Regions from separate parts of the Mus musculus genome. Here all the other regions are linked to region 1. The links are chromatin contacts, called in public HiChIP or PLAC-seq and promoter capture Hi-C maps. All regions are on one chromosome and are shown on one strand. Each heading gives the region's core, a stretch centred on a gene start, on an enhancer-like site or on the middle of the called end of the contact. The rest is flanking DNA. Distances are from core to core; before and after follow the strand shown. Region 1 holds the start of Rnf8 (ring finger protein 8). Region 2 holds the start of Wdr4 (WD repeat domain 4). Region 3 holds the start of Ppard (peroxisome proliferator activator receptor delta).

Region 1 (4,362 bases), core at 791-3,290:
CAGTCTTCAGCTTTCTCTTGGTTTGTCTGAGTCTTGCCCCATAGATGTAATTCCACACAGATCAAAGGAACAGTACTGAGTATGTTCAATAGTGCTTTACGGTCGGTCCTCTTGCCCTCGTTACTCCAGGAGTGCCCAACTAGCCAGGAGTAATAGATTAGTCCACAGAACTGAGTCTCAGTGAACAAGTCAACACTTAAGTTTCCCTCTAGGGTTGTGAGAGACTAGTAAATGCTCAGGGATCAGATTAATGAAGATGAAAAATAGTAAGACCTCATAGGTAAAAATAAACAGCCCTCTAATGCCTAATTTAAAGCAGGACCTGCTCTAGAATATCACTAAATAAGCCACACCTTGGCCCACCCAGACGTTCTCAGGCTCCTTCACTGTGTAAATTCTCTTCCCCTGGTTCAAACCATAAATCCCTACATTCGCCTCTCAATTGAGAATATGCAGCTTATCAGAAAAACCGAACTTACCAATTCACTGAATTTATCTTATATGATGTTTCAGGGTTATTATTCTTGCAAGGAAACACCATGACCAAAAAGCAAGTTGGGGAAGAAAGGGTTTGGGTTTTTTTTTTTTTTTTCAGCTTACACTTCTGAAGTGCAGTCCCTCATCAATGGAAGTCAGGACAAAAACTCACACAGGGCAGGAACCTGGAGGCGGGAGCTGATGCAGAGGCCATGGAGGGGTGCTGCTGACTGGTTTGTTCAGCCTGCTTTCTTATAGAACACAGGTGCACCAGCCAAGGGACAACCCCACTCACAATGGGCTGGGCCCTCCCCTATCAATCACTAATTAAGAAAATGCCTTACAGCTGGATCTTATGGAGACATTTGCTCAATTAAGTTTCCCTCTTTTCAGAGGACTCTGGTTTGTGTGCCAAGTTGACAAAAGACCAGCCAGTACACATGACCAACATTCAGTACTGTACAGGCTTTCCAAAACCTCAAGGATTCTACATTGCAAGCGCATCCCTGACCCAGTTCTGCTTCCAGAGCAGACTGCAAGGATTGAAAGCCCACAACAGCACCCAGCACCTCTCCCCCACTTAGAACTGTTCCTCCCACTTTGTCTTTGTTTCTAATTTTGCGTTTGTGGAGCTGCAGATACAGCTCATTTGGTAGAGTCCTTGCCTTCCAAGTTCTGTGACCCTGCGTTCAATCCCCAGCACCGGCCTTTTAAGTCAGCTTTACATTGTGAGCAGTTTCTGGAGAGAAGGCTGACCCACTTCAGGAGTGGCCCACCCCGACGCTCCAGTTCCCCTCGGAGATGGAATGGAAGACTTTTATTTTCAGTATTACAGTTCGAGGGGTTTAGGCATGCTACCCTTAAACTCCTGATCACACTTAAAATCAACTCCAGAGAGTCCACGCCCTCCGCAGCCTTCCAGGCGTCCATCTTCAGACTCCCTAGACAGGTTCGCCACTCCTAGGAATCAGTGGGGACGCCTCTGCCTCAGTTTCTCCGTCTCTGATAGACCCTTAACTGGGACAGTGCCTGTTCTCGACCCCATCCTTCTCCTCGCTGGGAGGCCCGCGTCCGTTACAGCGGCTCCGGCACGGGTCCCGCTCCCGCGCAGCCGCCCTCCAGCTCGGGCCTCAAGCCGCGGACTCGCCTGGCCTCGCGGCCCGGTCCCTCCGGGCCCTGAGGTGGCCGGAGCCCGCTGCCTCGGCGCCTCCCCGCCGACCGGTGTGCGCGGCCTTCCCCCGCTCCCGCAGCTCGCCAGGCCTCTCGCCCTCACCTCAGTCCCAGCCTCCAGCTGCAGCCACTCGCAGTCCATCCCCAGCCGCCGCAAGCACCAGCTCCGGCGGGCCGCGAGCTGCCCCGAGACCAAGGGGTCGGGCTCGCCCATGGCCCGACCGGCACTGGGGCAGCGTTCAGCAACCAGCCAACCTCTAGCCTGAGCTCCGGCCGCCTCCGAGGTTCCTCTCGCGCAACTTAATCTACACACAAGACAGAAGCAATCGCCCGGGGATCGACCGCGTTGAGAGCGCGGGCCCGCCCCAGGCCTGGGAAGGCGGGCAGTGCGCGTGCGCAGCGGGAGGCGGGCGGGAAGTGCGCAGGTGTGAGCCTGAAGAAGGACGAGCGTAACGTCTGCTGCGGACAAAATCCTAAACTAAAGCATAGATTTTAGGACTTGGAGGATGGCTCAACGAGTAAAGCTACTTGCTGGCAAGCGTGGAGACGATGCTCAGGCTTCACCTATATGGTGGCTGGGGAAAACTGACTTTTCAAATTGGCCTCTGACTTCCAAATGCGCACCCTAGCGGGTGGGTGTGGGTGTGCGCGCGCGCCTGTGTGCGCGCAGAGTAATAAACACTTAAAAGTTATAGATTAAAAATTATAGTAAACAACAGAAACACTCTCTTTCCTTGGGTTCGTGAGTATAATAATGACTTTCCCAATACCTTCTTTCCTCTCTGCGCTCTCCAAAGCCAGTACCCCAGATCCAGCAGCAATGAACCTGAACCTTTATTTGTATCCCACCCCTTTTTCCTTTGGCAGAGTGTGGTGGAGGATGAGGAGTTCAAGGGCATCTACCGCTATGCAGTGAGTTAGAGGCCAGCCTGGGATATGAGACCGTGTCTACAAAACAAACAAAAATTGCTTTATAACACGGTGATGACGGCCATAACCATTTTATTGAGAACTATAGCCTACTTTGGGTTGGGAGTAGGAGATTCTGAACATTGAACACACAGCCAAGGATGTACTCTGTAGCTAAATTATACCTCCACCCCATTATAACCCACTTTTGAGTGATTTAGAAAAGTCTGATCATTTTAAGGTTGATTCAGTCTATTCCTATTTAGCATCTATTTGTTTTTCATGACCTCATTTTGTTTCTGAATCTTTAAAAATTATACCAGGCAAATCTGTAGAGATGGATCGCATTACCTGGGGCTCATACAGGGTACAGAAGGAATGGAAATGGGCTTGAAGGGGCTAGGGAGATGAAACTCTCCCTTCTCTCTCCACGCTGAAGTTTGGGTGTTTAAGATATGTGTGTATGGGCTGGAGAGATGGCTCAGCGGTTAAGAGCACGGACTGCTCTTCTGAAGATCCTGAGTTCAAATCCCAGCAACCACATGGTGGCTCACAACCACCCGAAAGGAGATCATGAGATCTGGTGCCCTCTTCTGGTGTGTCTGAAAACAGCAACAGTGTACTTACATATAATAAATAAATCTTAAAAAAAATAAAAAAAAGATATATGTGTACATGTTTTGCCTGCATGTATGTCTCTGAGCCAAGTGCATGCCCAATGGCTGCAGAAACCAGAAGAGGTTGTTGGATCCCCTGGAACTGGAGTTTATTATTTTTATGGATTGTTTTGGTTCGGTTTATTTTTATGTATGTGTCTTGCCAACATGTATGTATGTACCACGCGTGTGCCTAGTGCCTGTGATGTCCAGAAGAGGATATCAGATCCCCTGGAGCTGAGGTAACAGATAGTGAGCCATCATGTGGGTGCTGGGCACCAAAGCCATGTCCTCTGGATGAGCAGCTCATCTTGATGTGCCATTTCTCGTACCTGATGTTGTTTTTTGTTGTTGTTGTTGTTTCGAGACAGAGTTTCTCTGTATAGCCCTGGCTGTCCTGGAACTCACTTTGTAGACCAGGCTGGCCTCGAACTCAGAAATCTGTCTGCCTCTGCCTCCCAAGTGCTGGGATTTAAAGGCATGCACCACCACTACTCGGCTGTTTTTTGTTTTGTTTTGTTTTTTTGATTTATTTATTATTATGTGTAAGAACACTGTTGCTGTCTTCAGATGCGCCAGAAGAGGGCATCAAATCTCATTTAAGGATGGTTGTGAGCCACCATGTGGTTGCTGGGATTTGAACTCAGGACCTTCTGAAGAACAGTCAGTGCTCTTAACTGCTGGGCCATCTCTCCAGCCCCTTGGTTTTTTGTTTGTTTGTTTTGTCTTGTTTTTTAAAGAAACCAAATCTACAAAATTGTTACTACAGAGAGCAATGTTAATGACAGCACTCACTTATGGAGCTCTTGGGAGGCTAAATTCCTTGGTAAATACTGATCACTGTTGGCTACCATTGGAGGACACTGTAGTCTCAGCTTTTGCAGTAGCCACCCCTAACCCTATGCTGTATCTTCACTTTTATTTATTATTTTTTTTATTATTATTATTATTAGTGGTTGTGGTGCTGAGGATGAACCCGGAGCTTTGTGCATTCTAGCCAGGACTTAGGCACTGAGCCACACCCCCAAGGCCTCACCTGTGACATTCTACCCTCAGTTATCCAAGAGACATATAAAAATAAGGTTTTTCCTCTCTTTAAGCTGGTAATATTATAAAGAGATTCCTTCAGCTTTAGACTTTTACCTATAAG
Region 2 (4,362 bases), core at 605-3,104, 1.9 Mb before region 1:
ATCTGGGAAACTGTGAGCTTCCTGATGTGGGTTCAGGCGTTCTGGAAGAGCAGCACACACTCTGGACTGCTGAGCCATCTCTCTGGAGCCTTTCTCTCTTTCTTTCTTCTTCTTTCTTCTCTTCCTCCTCTTCTTCCTTCTTCTTTCTTCCTTCTTCCTCCCTCCCTCCTCTTCCTCTTCCTCCTCCTTTCTTCTTGAGACAGGGTCTCACTATGTAGCCTTGATTAGCCTGGAATTTGATATGTAAACCAGGCTGGCCTTAAACTTGGAGCCACCCAGCCTTGCTCTTTTATTTTTAATATTTTTTATTGAGAATGCCACACATACATATTTATTTTTGATAAAGTTCACCCTTCATTACTTCCCTGTCCTTGCCACCACTACTCCTTCCCGATGGTGCACTTATGTATGTGCACGTTTATGTATGCGTGTGTGTGTGTGTGTGTGTGTGTGTGTAACTCACTGAATCCATTTAGGGCTGCCAGCATATGCAAGATCATGGGTCACGTGGCTTCTCAGAAGTTGTATCCTTGAAGAAAGCTGACTTTCCCTCTCCCAGGAGCTATCAGCTGCCAGGGACTTCTCAGTTATATTTAAATGAGAGCCCATCTTTTATTTTATTTTATTTTTTGTGGGGAGGGGGTAGTTAAAGCACCACCAACTGATGCAAGGCAAACCGGGGTAGTTGTGGGTAGTTTAACACGAAGAAAGGCTTCTGGGTTCTGGATTTCCTAAGGACAGGAAGTAAGGGGTGAAAATCCATTCAAAGGGCGCATTCTTCAAAGTAATCTAGAGGGTTCTGGAAAAGGAGAGGCACCTAAGAGGGCAGATCTCAGGCCCAGTTAAGGTGTAACCTGCTTATGAGTACTAAGAAGTCTGCCCAGTGGGCTTCAGCCGTGTGACAGCCTGATGCCATCATCACATTAGCGTTTGTCTCGCGTGAGCTATTGCATACCTGGGCATGGGCCTGCCTGTCCTCAGTGTCAGCACTGTATAAGAGGGCATGGTGACAGAGGAGCTCAGTGGTGCCTTAGTATTAGGTTATTGCTTTATAGTCCTGCGAAGGGGTTCCATTTCTCATTGCTATGGCGTTGGATAAGCTCAAGACCTGACTTCTCTGATACGATTTTGTTTCACCCATGATTTAACTTAATTGCATCTGTAGGTGGTGATTTCATTTGCACGAGAGATTTTTTTTACTGTTTGTTTGTTTGTTTATAGACAGGGTTTCTTTGTCTAGCCCTGGCTATCCTGGAACTTGTTAGACCAGGCTGGCCACAAACTCAAGAGATCTGCCTGCTTCTGCCTCCCAAGTGCTGGGATTAAAGACGAGTGCTACCACCTCCCAGCTTGTACAAGTAAAATGAAGAGTCGTTCTGACTCAGTTTCAGGTAAAAATGGAGCCAATTGCTGCTTTATAAGTTAGACTCACTCAGAGAACTGCACAACCTTAAGATAGCAGTTGTACACAGCATAGTAAGTGTGACTTTGAAACAGGACACTGATCAGATCAAAGAGTTTACTTTCACTAGGGTGTGTTGGGTGGGTGGGGCAAATAAACCATCTTTTTAGGAGCTGCCTTGGAGGTTCACATCCAACCTATAAGAGACCACAATATTCTGGACGTCGTGAGTCACTGGGATGGATGGAACGAGTCTTTTGGTGATCTGGGCAGGCACACCGTTAGACTCGTTTGACAGCTGGGGGTCCAAGAGGTGTTTGTCTTAAATGAGCACATTTCCAGTGACTCGTACGCATTCATGGCTACATATTGGGCCTGGCCATCCAATTCTGATGCCACACAGCAGTTTTTTGTTGTTATTTTTTTTAAACCGGCACACAATGAGTACCAGACCCCGTCCAAGAGAAGCCACCTAACCTGACAGGCAGAAAAGTCAATCACCAAAGGCAGGTGGAGGGATCTACAGCATCAGCACCTCCGGGCACCGAAATCAAATGAGACTACGCCCTGCGCGCATGCTCCTGGACGGCACGCCGTTCGCGCGGCGCCGAGTGACATCACTGACAAGCGCCAACAGGAAGGGCGCAGCGCGTCGCACGTGTCCGGAGGCGGCGGGCGGGCCCATGGCGAGCTCTGCGGGGCTGGCACTGTGCGCCCAGACGCTGGTGGTGCGAGGAGGCAGCCGGTTCCTAGCCTTCTCCACTACGGGCAGGTAAGAGGCCCGGGCTGAGGGCAGCGGGGCCGGCGCGGCAGTGTTCTGTGTCCTCCCGGATTCCCTGTCCTCGGCGCCTCTTCACCACGGCGCAACGCCCCGTAACCTGCCCGGCGGGTCCCGGGCGCTCTCTCTGTTCAGAGTAGGGGTACTTCCGGACTCTGAGGCGCCTGCGCTGCGCTGGGAGGGCTAAGTCACGTGGGTGTCGCATTGCCCAGGCTTCTAGGGGGTCCTGGTGTTCAATTTTGGCCCGCTTGGCACCTCCCTGATGAGGGTCATATATTAGGGAACCCTAAAGGTTTTCTCACTGAGCACAAAACATGCTCTATCTTTGGTCTGCGTCTTGCAACCGGGCTCTAGTTGCTCTTAAGGGATTTTGGGTTCTTAACCCGACTCCTCCCAAAGGCAGGACGCACGCAGAACCTGAAGTGAGCATCTCCCTAAAGACCCTTCACACGACATAAAGTTTTGCTTTATGTTATTTCTGTCTTTATGTATACGTTGTGCTCGGTCAAAGGATTCTTTGAGCAAGTAGTTGATTACCACGAGCCTAGAGGATCAGTGGCAGTCCGTATCGGCTTCTTTTTTTCCCCTTCCCGTTTAGTTTTGGTACATGTGAAGATTAGGAACGTTCCTCAATTTGTGCCTTTTGGGGAATGCCATTGGCCAACAAAGTTTCAGACTTGGAAAATGACTCTTCTTTCTGCAGTTGAGTGTTTAACTGGAGAAGTCTTTGGTGCCTGCCACTTTATAGGTTGTCAGGGTACAGGGTCAGAGCAAAAGAAGGGAGCTTAAGTTCTGATTTGGAAAGTGTTTGATTCCCACATGAGTAAGAGCCTGGAGCTCACGGGGGCAGGTGAGACTTGTTTCTGAATTCTGTAAAGACAGCCTCAGCAGTTATAAATTTGGGAGGAAAGCCGAGTTGAAAAATAATACCAGAGGGCTTGAAGAACTGGCTGTTCTTCCAGAGGTCCCGAGTTCAATTCCCAGCAGCTACATGGCGATTTATAACCATGGATAATGAGATCTGGTGCCCTCTTCTGGTATGCAAGCATACATGCAGGCAGAACACACACACGCACATGCACACATATATAATAAATTAATTAAAAAATCAGAACTGGTGGGGTAATGGGGGATGGAGGTGGAGGTGGTAGGGGCAGCGGTACTGGACACCTTTGATCCTGGCACTCAGGCAGAGGCAGGTGGATATCCAAGTTCAAGGCTAGTCTGGTCTACAGAGCAAGTTCCAGGACAGCCTGTGCTATACAGAGAAACTACCACCATAACAAAAAAAAAACAGTATCAGAATATAATTTCCTTAGAATCAACAGGTTGGCGGCTGGAAGAATACTATATTGATTAAGAGTACCATGGCACACTGATTGATGTATACTACTAGGAGGTTAAGCAATGGCAGTTCTTGGCTCTTCTCTGTCATGGCTAAGACCCATAATGTAATGACGATGGAATGTTTTTGTTCCAAGAGAAAGATGTTCACTCCTGTCTCTTCCCTTTAGTGATGATGACTGTGTCTTCACATACGACTGCAGTACTGCAGAGAAGAAGGCCACGCCAGAAGATAAAGGGTGAGATGGCAGGGAAGCACTTGTGGTTTGAGCAGTGAGCCCGGGGAATAGCACACTCGCTGAAGTTCTAGGTCTGGTTACCTAGCTGTGAGGCTAGGCTTGGTTCCATTTCAGAGAGGAACATGGAAGGAACTTTAAATGGAGGCATTCAGAATATGTAGGACCTTCTCAAATACTTTTAGATTTTTTTTGTCTTGTTTTAATTTTAATTTCTTTAGTATTCATTTTTGTTGCTGGCCCTTTAAAGTAACAGTGACCATTTCAAATGAAGTGTATTGAGGGCAGGTGTGGGGAATTAACTAATTGAAAGGTACAGAGCAGCCTGTGACTGTTTTGTGTGGTGGCTTGGTCTTGGGACTCCGTTTGTTACTAATTTTATCGGTCCCTGCCTCTAGCCTTGGGTTAGTCCATGTCTGTGAGGGCTAGACCATGTGATGTCTGCGAGTCCTTCCAGCCTCTGCTGGATGTTAGCCTGTTGAGTTAGGTTTCATGCTTGGGAAATTAGAGCTGTTCTCTGAACATCCCTGGGTCCCCTGAGTCTGCCATCACACTCTGGCTGCATGAACTGACTGACCAACATCTTCCACTTCACCTGTGTT
Region 3 (4,362 bases), core at 1,134-3,633, 1.4 Mb after region 1:
AATCCTGGGGACACCAGGAGGAGAACACTGACTCCCACGCTCGCACAAATAAATAATAAATGGGATGTTTCTCATAGGAAGAAAAGATTCCTTCTAACCTCCTCCACTCTCCTGTCATCCCCACATCTAGTGCTCCATATAGGGGCCTTAGGGATCAGACGAGAGGAGGCTCACTCAACCCCAGGCCAGCCACAGTCCTAATGCTTTCGTGGAAAACGGTCAGTGCACACAAAGATCACAAAACTGTAAGACCTGGTCAAGCTGGTTCAGTTGGCTCCCTGCTGTGGCTCCAGAAGGTGGCCTGTTCTATGGCCAATTCTGGCTCAAAGACAGAGAGTGTGATCCTCAAAAGAGGAGACCTAGAAACCTGGTGCCAACGGAACCCTGGGCTCCCGCTTCTGAAGTTAGAGTGGGTCAGACTTCCAGAGCCTTCAAAGATAAATATATGTTCTCTCCTGAGGATGACTCCAGGGACCCAAGGCAAACAAAGAGGCTCAACTCTGCATACAACTGAGCTGTGCCTGGAAGCAGACAGCCCAAGTTCCTTTGCAAGGCCTCACTGGTGCAATCCCTCGACCTGCCCAGGCAGATACCAAGGCAATACCCCAGACCACACCTGGGCAAAGGGAAGAAACGTCAGCTGCCTCTCCCAGCCTCAGTAAATACAGATGCCCAGGAAACGGAAGGAAAAAGGGCACCGAGGAACCATGCCCAGTGACCAACACAAGAGGCACATTCCGTCAGTGAAAGACAGGAGGTAAACTCAGTCGCTGGACCAAGACCCCAAGATTAAGGGAACAGATGCCCAACAGCCCCAGGGCTAGCAGGCCCACAATCCATTGAAAAACTAAAACGGGAATGTATTCTGGGGCTGGTGAAGTGGCTCAGGACGTAAAGGTGGTTGTCATCATACCTTAATGACCCGAGTCTATTTCCAGGAACCACAATATCGAATGAGAGAGCCACCTCCCAACTCCAGTAAGCTGTGCTCTGACCTACACCCCACCCCACATCCACACCCCACAGAAATAAATAAATGTAACTTGTAAGCAAACATTCTAGAGCCAGTACAGGGAGGAAAAACCAAGTTTAAAACCAAGGGCAGGGCTGGTGAGATGGCTCAGTGGGTAAGAGGTACCCGACTGCTCTTCCAAAGGTCCGGAGTTCAAATCCCAGCAACCACATGGTGGCTCACAACCATCCGTAACGAGATCTGACACCCTCTTCTGGTGTGTCTGAAGACAGCTACAGTGTACTTACATATAATAAATAAATCTTTAAAAAAAAAAAAAAAAAAAACCAAGGGCATAGCTTCTGCTCTTAGCTGTATGGAAAAGGGCAGTGCGTGGAAGGCACCGTATCATGGTTTAAATACATTCCATAATATCCCAAATGAGTCCTGTTTCCTGAAAGGGTGAAAAGAGTTATATGAAGCCTCTGGCTACCCCTGGCACACACCCAACTCAGAGCCGTCTCCCCCAAGGGTTCCTGGAAGTCAACAGACTCATAAAGGGGAAGTATTATAAAGCTGAGATTACGAGGGCCTACCAACTGGCCATCCCTCCCAATACAACACCCAGTGAAACCTGTGACCCGAACAAATCTGGTCAAGCTGGCGCTCAACACCCCACTCCCAGCTCAACTGAAGGTGAAACGGAAGCCTATCGTGCACCTCTGGGTTCTCCTCAAGCAGAGGCATAAAAAAAAAAAAAAAAAAAACTAGAAGCGAGGCAGTCGGGTGACAGGAGGTGAAAAGGACAGGAGATGAGAGCTGAGCCTAAGTGGGGCCTCTGCCGGTAGCCAGGATAGAAGGGGCTCGGATAAACCGGACTGGCTCACAACATCCTAAAGAAGATGGGGAGGGATAGGGCAACCCGAAAACGGGTCAGAGAGGAGGAGAGCACTGACCGACAGGGCAAGGATGGAAGGCTATCGAGGGAGGCAGGAAGGATCTCCAAGGAGGGCCTGGGTAGCGGGACAGCAAGGGAGGCGCTCAGAAAGGGGGTCAGAAGGGAGGTGACATGGGGTTCTTTGGAATTGAGAGGAGATGAAGCCACGGGGCTTTAGAGGGATCAGGGTGGGTGGGAGGAGGGAGGGAGGCCGGCTCCGAGCAACCACAGGGGTCCCTGCGGTGGAGACCCCAGCGGTGGCTCCTCAGCGCGCAAGCCGAGCATAGACGAGCCGCAGAGGCGCGGAAAGCGGCTCTCGGAGCCCCTGACCCCACCATCCACCTCAGCCCGGGCCGCGCTGGCCTCTCCCGATCCGCACGGACCTGTCCCGGCCGCCTCTCGCGCCGCTGCCGCCGTCCCGCAGGCTCCGCAGAATCCCCCAGCTCCTGCCAAAACTTTTCCCATTAATCCCCAGGTCCGCCGCGGCCTGCGGCGTCACACGCTCCCAGCCCCGGCGCCGCCCCCAGCCCCGTGATGTCACCGCGCCGCTGGCTCCCTCCCCCACAACTAAGCACTCGCCCCCGCCCCCTTCCGCCATAGCAGTAGCCAATCGCCGCGCCGCCTGGAGCCACTCCTTTGACAGCCATCGCTCCGCCCACTGCACAGCTGCCCTGGCGCGTCTGCAGCGCCCTCTGCAGTCAGACGTGGGAGCAGCAGCTGAGGAAAGCGCTGGGGAGAAGTTAGGGCTGGTCAAAGCAAGCCTCACGAAACGATATTTAAAGCTTTAAAGCGCGGAAAGAAGGTGGAGGTCATCTAATACAACCTCCTCACTCTTCCTGAGAAGAAACTAGGCATAGACTTGTGTGGTTTGAAGCAAGAAGCAAAGCTAAGGGCGGTGGGGGAAGGAATAGAGGCAAACTGTAATTTTCAGAGGCGCTTGGGAGAGGCATATGGTGGGAGACTTGGGAATGAAAATACAGACGCATACGTTTTACAAAATATCTATTTTTATATGTCAGAGTGTTTTGTCTGCATGTCTGTCTCTGCACCATGTGCGTTCAGTGCCTGCAGAGTCTGGAAGAAGGCGTTGGATCCCCTGGAAGTGGAGTTACAATGGAGAACTTCCATGTAGATGCTGGGAAGCGAGCCTCTTCAAGAGTAGCAAGCGCGATCTTCACCACTGAAGCATCTCTTCAGCACCCCCAATTTTTTAACTGGTGGCTAGTTCAATGGCTCAACGGGTCATCGCTTTGTCTCCAAGCCTGAAGACTTGAGTTCAGTCCCTGGGACTGCCTCCTGAAGGTTATCTTCCAATCTCTACACACCGCATGTGCACTTTCATATACACCCACACAAGAAAAAAGAAAGATCTGGAAGGCATGATGGCACTCTAACTCCAGCACTCAGGAGGTAGAGGACCCGTTTGAGGTCATTTTTAGCAATGGAGAAAGTTTTGGGCCAGCCTGTGCTTATAGGCCTTGTGAAGCCAAATAGAAAACAAATTTTAAAAGAACTTTTCTCCCACTTGAGATTTCTGTCGCTGGATGTCAGGGACCAGACAAGACAAGAACTCTGTACCTGGGCTTGCCTGTCACCCCAACTCATCATATACCACAGAGAGTATGTAGCCAGAAGGCAATCTGTCACTGGCTGGTTTCATCATCCTAGAATGAACAAAACTTGGCTGGCAGGAAAGTCAGCAGGCACCTCCCTCCTCCACACCGCCATTAAAGGTCACCTCTGCCCGGTCTGGCACTCCTTACAGTGCATCCTTAGCTCGCTGGATTGGAGAACCCCACACCACTTTTTTTCTGCTTTGTTTTCGAGTGTGTGTGTCTGTGTGTGTGTGTGTGCGCGTGCGCACGTGCGCGTGTGCACTTGGAGGACAGAGAAGGGTACTGTGTGTCTTCCAAGGATAGGTTTCCACGGTTTTCCTTTGAGGCCTGGTCTCCTGATGCATGCACGAGCGGTTCTGGTTTGGTGGGATAGGCTGTCAGCCATCAAGCCTGGGCTATCCTGGTTCTGCAATTACAGGAATTCACAGGACCACACCCTGCTTTTCCCTGTGTGTCGGGATCTGAACGCTGGCTGCTCTGCGTGAACAGCAGAGGCGCTTAACTTTCCTGCTCTCTCCCTAGCTCCCTTCTATTGCTTTTGAAATGAATTTGTATTAAGTTTTTAGATATCACTTCCCTTGTCCTCCAAGACTGTAGTAAAAAATGGCCTGGGGAAGTCAGAGATTTCTGCCATTTTGTGTCTGGCAGAGCTCTGGTGGAGGGTCTCGAGCTGGTCTTGAACTCCTGACCTTCCTGCCTGCACTTCCCACATGCTGGAATCCTCTAGACCCAGTTTATGTGGCTCTGAGTATGGAACAAGGGCTTCATGCTAAGCAAGAACTCTACTCCTCTGCTAGATTCTTAATGTTGGTTTTGAGAATTTCACACTTGCCCATTTTGTATTTTGACCATAGTCA

What was found. Promoter capture Hi-C pulls out the DNA fragments that hold promoters and counts their contacts. HiChIP or PLAC-seq counts read pairs in DNA pulled down with a chosen protein or histone mark.
Region 2: a FOXA1 HiChIP or PLAC-seq map of pancreatic cancer cells shows a contact between it and region 1. The contact joins the promoter of Wdr4 here to the promoter of Rnf8 in region 1. A contact is called at or near these places in 1 of 39 promoter capture datasets (liver), 1 of 484 Hi-C or Micro-C datasets (B cells) and 1 of 115 datasets of contacts at active chromatin or transcription factors (pancreatic cancer cells).
Region 3: a contact with region 1 is called in a promoter capture Hi-C map of liver, with 2.4 times the contacts expected there. The contact joins the promoter of Ppard here to the promoter of Rnf8 in region 1. A contact is called at or near these places in 1 of 39 promoter capture datasets (liver) and 1 of 484 Hi-C or Micro-C datasets (B cells).

Annotation. Positions count from the first base shown.
Region 1 is chr17:29,612,467-29,616,828 of GRCm38.p6, reverse strand. Rnf8 (ring finger protein 8) reads right to left here and starts at 2,040. Exons shown (of 8, transcript NM_021419.2): 1 at 1,751-2,040. The coding sequence starts at 1,861. It overlaps Gm28043 (predicted gene, 28043), which reads right to left and starts at 2,040. Exons shown (of 28, transcript NR_132314.1): 1 at 1,751-2,040.
Region 2 is chr17:31,509,979-31,514,340 of GRCm38.p6, reverse strand. Wdr4 (WD repeat domain 4) reads left to right here and starts at 1,854. Exons shown (of 11, transcript NM_021322.2): 1 at 1,854-2,174; 2 at 3,695-3,763. The coding sequence starts at 1,957.
Region 3 is chr17:28,230,775-28,235,136 of GRCm38.p6, reverse strand. It overlaps Ppard (peroxisome proliferator activator receptor delta), which reads right to left and starts at 2,383. Exons shown (of 8, transcript NM_011145.3): 1 at 2,273-2,383.